2 separate regions of the Xenopus laevis genome follow, and region 1 is linked to region 2. The links are chromatin contacts, called in public Hi-C maps. All regions are on one chromosome and are shown on one strand. Each heading gives the region's core, a stretch centred on a gene start, on an enhancer-like site or on the middle of the called end of the contact. The rest is flanking DNA. Distances are from core to core; before and after follow the strand shown.

Region 1 (2,767 bases), core at 205-2,704, 50 kb after region 2:
TTTACCGAGGATCAACAAAATCTCCCCATGTGCTATTGCCCTGAATGTTAATATTTGTAGCAGATCAATCAAAGCTAACTGCTGATTGCATGTTACTGTTGTTGAAATGCTAATTTAAATATATTTTTCTCATTATTGTATTATGATTGTATCTAATGCATATGTGGGGGCTTACATGCTTGGCAAATTCTAGATCTCAAGATTTTACAATCCCCAGTCTGTGCTGATCAGTCCCTGCTCTCTTCTGCATGGAGGAGACAGAACTGTAAAGTCTGCTACTACCCTGCATAATTATTATCCCAAAGAGCCACACAGCCCTTCAGTTACCACTTTCCTGTCTATATCCGGCAAGGTCCTTTCAGGTCTAATTAAGAACAGAGGTCAAACTTCAAAGAAACAGCAGGATCTGTAAAATTAGACTTGAGAAGTGAGAGATGCAAGCTGGGGGATGGGAGGTGTTATATTTAACAAATGTTTTGCAGCAAAAGGTACAGCTATATAGTGTTAGCAGATGACTTTCTGAATATGTTCATTGCGCCAAAAGCATTATAAAGGATTAAAAGAGCTGAAAGATGTTTCTAATAGCATGTTATACAAGTATACATATTAATGACTGGACAATGATACATTCATAAATTAAATGTAATTGTAAACTCTGCTGGGGCAGGGACTGATGTGAATGATTTATAATCTCCGTAAAGTGCTATGGACTATGCCAGCTCTATATAAATAGTGAATAGTAATACGATGTATAAGCTTTAATGAAGAAACAGAGAGTGAAAATGTATTGTAACAAGTATTTGGAATGATTGGGAGTGAGGAATAGCAGAAGGAAATATAAAGCATTGGGGAGGTTTTCTAGGGAGAGATTGCAGACAGATTTATAAGAAGAGCCTGCACTTAAATTAATAGGAAAAGAGCATTTGCATGAGTTCATAGAAAGATGAACTGGGCAACAGGGAAGCAGAATTCATATTAATAAAATAAAAGTGATTCAGAACAAAACATTCAAAATTGGGCACAGTTCTCACATGTTCTTTAAAATAAATAGTGCTTATTTGGCTTCTGACGTACCTGCTCTTTTGCTAGTCCTCTGGCATTTCAATGCACCTGACACCTGGGAAGGGTGTTTTTTTGTGGATGAATTAAAAAGATGTCTTTCCGTTGGTAGCCTGCTGATCCTGAAGTTTTAGAGGATCTGTTCTCTGGAAGGATTATTTAGAAAAAGGGAATCTGTATGGGTTCATATTCTTTTTTTGGCTGCTTCTTGGTAAAAGTAAAAAAAAAAAAAAAAAGTTGACCTCACATAATTAAAGGGGGCTGTTTATAAAGGGGCACTCCCCTACAGTAGCCTGTATGCTCTTGTTTTATTTTTTTTTACGTGTCATTTAAAAAAAAAAGAAACAGAGGAGGAGGGAGATAGTAACCTATATGTTTCCAGATGGGCCTGCAACAAATTGCTTTACATTGCATTCATCTTGCCTCTGGCAGCAAAGGGGTTAAGTTGCCACAGGGGCAGTGGGCATGACTGATGCTAACAAGGTAGGTGTGGCTTAAGGTGGCTACACCCCCAGTGGTACCTCTGTTAAAGCAGCAGCTGTCCTGGCATACAGTTTAACCCTTTCTATAGAGCAATGCAATATGTAACTTTGCCATTACAGGGTTAAGAGGGAATTGCTAGGAACAGAGCCAAATATTTGGAAATCATAATGTATATGCGCCAACATTAAATAACTTGTTGGGGGGGGGGAAGCATGTTTAAGAACAGTGACAAAGCACACTTTAACAAGATCCTGTTCAATAGCACCTAGACTAGTAAAATGGGGCAAGTAAAAGTATTCATTTTGTTGCTGAACTTCCCACGGGCTTTTACATATGCTATTTCTTTTTATCAGAAGTGCACTGTTAATTTAGGCACTGTGTGTGAAAGTGGCAACTACTAAGTCACTGCCTAGGCTCAATTTTTTTAGCACCAAACTATGCGTGACAGTTTCACTGAGGCTTACAGAAACCCTTGTGTTACAGCTCACAGGATTTTCTAATGGCTGACTTTGCCTTTTGCTTTACAGCTGTAATATGGTTACCAGGTGACGTTGCACACTTGTGCATTTGTAAGTGCTTCACTGTCCTCAAGTGGTGGAAACTGTGAACAACCCCATTCTAATTTACATTACCCTTTTAGATATCAACCAGTGAGCTAAAATGATGACCTAATTAATATATTTATAAGCACCAATAAGGTTCTCAAAGCTGAAGATATCGTTCATGCATTTGTATTCAAAATAAGGGTATATAAACTATAAAGGCAGTGCTGCACAGTGCATTCTGTCTGATGAAACCGGCTGATCCATCCAGCATCTGTTCTGTATATGAAGTGACAGGAATGAATGGGATTTGCGAATTTTGGGCTGAAAAACCATACATATGCAGATTATGCTTAAATTATGCCCTATTCCTATTTCTCTGCATAGAGGGCAAATGCAGTATCTATTGTTCTTTTCTCCACTGTAATGCGGTTATTGTTATGAAAACACACTGGGGGGTTATTCATGAACACTGGGCAACTGGGCAGTAACCCATGGCAACCAATCAGATGCATGTTTTCATTGTTCTACCTGCAGTTGGCTAAGAAAGTTAATCACTGGTTGCTTGGGATACTACCCAGGTGCAGATTTGAATAGTGTTTATATATGAGCCCTACTGTGTGACATTACCCTAATAAGAGAGGAAGTACATCACATTAGTCATGATTGTGAAAACCCTGCCC
Region 2 (2,836 bases), core at 64-2,563:
CTGATTATTTAAGTAATATAAAGATATTGCCAGTTTTTAGAACATTCTGGTTAACAGTTTTCTCCAGATAACAGATCCCATATGTATATTTTGATCAACTCATACCCAATTTAAAGCTGCTCTGTTTGTAAATAATGGAAAAAGTATTGGAAGGGCAATTCATTTATACAGATTATAAAATATATTTCTTTCTTTAATAAAGATATTAGTAACTAGGGAATCACCCCCTTGTCTTCCAGCAGTGCTTTGAATATCCACAGGCCACAAGGGGAAATGGCTTAAAAGAACCCTCAATGCATCTGTATATGGCTTAAATAGCACCTAAGCAATAAAAAGGAAAAACTCTTACAGATCTTATTAGAATTTAGAATGACTCAAAGATTTTGGGGTTGAGGAAATTGGAAAATTCGGAATGAAAGACTTTGGGAGAATTGTAGTGTAGGAAAATGAGGAGTAAACAAAAGTTGAATGTATGAAACGTTTTTCATATTGAGAAGTGTTTTATAATGTTTCCCTGAAAGCACTCCACACTTGCATCCTCTTTACTACACTAGTTTCACATCCCCTGCTGATTCACTGGTTCTTGAGTGCATATGGCCATACTAAGCTGATGAGGGATTTACAAACTGAAGCAGTGAAACTGAGTAAATAAAATACAGTGGGTAAAAAAAAAAAGTTAAATAAGAAGATACTGAAATCTTTTGTCAGATTTTCATGTAGGTATGAAATACTGCTTTTTAGTTTCCCTTTCTGAAGTACAAAATGTCAGTACATACAGTACGTTAATTTGCATTGGCACAGAAACATTACAGCCTGCAGCTATAATGTTTGCAAAATGGCAAGACTGGATTTGTTCAATTAGTACTGACATCTCAGTGCTTTCGCTTCGTGTGCCAAACATATCTACAGACCACCAGGCTGCACCCACTTATAGGTTTTAAGCAGATGACACATTGAATAGATACCGAATAAGGAAGCCTTGGCATGTGTGATGAGATGAAGACTAGAGTCTGTAGATGTGAAAGAAAACATGGTATAAAACAGAGAGCTGACATTATATGCCAACTTCAAGATAGAGAAAATATATCCAGAGAGATGGCTGTTGTGAGAGAAGATCAATGGCCTTGGCAGGTTCTGCAACACATCTGTCTGAAGTAAGGTCGGCTGCAGAATTTAAACTTCAGCACCAGAGGGCAGTACGCCACCTTGTTCACATCCTTACATTCTGCAGAGAGAGAGTCAGATAAAAGTAGGTGGAATTTAGAGAAAGGGTCCTGTCTGAGTCTGGAAGAGAGAGGAGGTTCCTAAAGTGTGTGTGTTATAGGCTGGGGAAAAAAGCGTTGTGCTCTCTAGGGGAGGGAGAAATGACAGAGGCACAAAAAGGGTAAGATGTAAAAAAGGAGATTTAGAAGCAAGCAGCAGATGGTAGCAGGACTGTGTAAAATAAAGATACGATAGACAGATAGAACATTTGCTATGTGACTTCTGCTTTGAGTAAATGATAAAAGTCTTACCATCTGGACTGTCAGAGGGGTCGGCCAGGCATTTGTTTTCACACTGCTGCATTGCAGATGGACGGAGAGACTCTGTGCATTCTATCGAAGGCTGTCTTATGTGACTCAGGCATTGCACAGATCGTCTCTGTTGCCCAAGGCCACAATTAGCTGAACACTGAAAGGAAGCCATGTTATAAAATCATCTTTAATAAAAATTAATTAATTGCGTACAATATGATACTCACCTCTCCCCATTCACCTGTGATCCAGCGGGATGGTGGGCATCTCTGTAAGGTGCAGCGCATACTTGTTGCAGGTTTATCCATAGCTTGGCAGTGGGAATGGGGTAAGGTGGTATCTTGGTCACCAATCCTACACAGAACAACTCGGTGTCTGTACCCAGGCCCACAGCTTGGGGTGCACTTCAGGGAGAGTTAGGAAAACAGATTATCTCAAAGACAACAATGATGAATTAGATGGCACTACAGTCTATGTAATATAATGATTATCTAACTGGCTTTCAAATGCAATTTATATAATTATATAAATATAATATCTGCCACTAAAGACTTTCCATTGTGCATCTGCCACTGTAGTGCCACATCACCAGCTACTTTTGCATATTCGGTATAGAGCTCATTAAAGTACTTTAGCTTTAGCTGGGGCCACAAAGGCATGTTTATTATAAAGTTATGGCTATGTGCCAGAACTTAGCTGATTGTTATCTGTTCTGAAACACATTAAACTGTAAATGTTTATATATGACATTGTAAAAACAAGTTTGTATGCACAATAGTGATGTTGTTACAGTTATGCCCTGTTACATTATCAAAAAGTGCAATTTTCATGACTGTATGGCATGTCTCAATCTGTATTGTATGTTTCTTTTTGGAGCTAATAAAAAAAAGTGCATTTTGTAAATGCAGCTTCACGTAAAGCCTGGGTGCAATTCTGGTCAGGCTTTTATCAGACACTTTGCACCTTAAAATTCTAGTAGCTTCTGCTTCTTCATCACACATGCTATCTTAAAGGAGTAGAGAAAAGTAGACTAGAAATGTTATACATTATGGTTTGGGCTTTTGTACCAGCCCAAGGCAACCACAGCCATTTAGCAGTAAAGATATGTGTCTCCAAAGATGCCCCAGTAGTTCTCCATCTTCTTTTCTGCTGATTTACTGCTCTGTGCTGCTGTCACTTACAGAGCTTACGGCCAACTCAAAATATGCAGTACCTATGTAATATAAATGTCACCATATAAGGCTGATTAGTGATTAATACATATATTGGCAGCACAGAAACCAGTACAATTAGCATCAGAATTTAATAATCATCCCTGTAGC

What was found. A called contact is a pair of places that touch in the nucleus more often than the background predicts.
Region 1: a Hi-C map of the XTC cell line shows a contact between it and region 2, with 4 times the contacts expected there. The contact joins the promoter of adamts10.L here to the enhancer-like site in region 2. A contact is called at or near these places in 2 of 4 Hi-C or Micro-C datasets (the XL177 cell line and the XTC cell line).

What each region holds. Positions count from the first base shown.
Region 1 is chr1L:111,358,722-111,361,488 of Xenopus_laevis_v10.1, forward strand. adamts10.L (A disintegrin and metalloproteinase with thrombospondin motifs 10) reads right to left here and starts at 1,455. Exons shown (of 25, transcript XM_041562058.1): 1 at 1,075-1,455.
Region 2 is chr1L:111,309,043-111,311,878 of Xenopus_laevis_v10.1, forward strand. adamts10.L (A disintegrin and metalloproteinase with thrombospondin motifs 10) reads right to left here. Exons shown (of 25, transcript XM_041562058.1): 23 at 1,742-1,918; 24 at 1,515-1,671; 25 at 1-1,225. The coding sequence ends at 1,116. Among protein-coding and RNA genes, the nearest start is that of myo1f.L, 7.4 kb to the left of the region's middle. Within about 2 kb of position 1,314, at least 1 of the 7 cell types and tissues checked has an H3K27ac peak or open chromatin away from gene starts, as enhancers often do.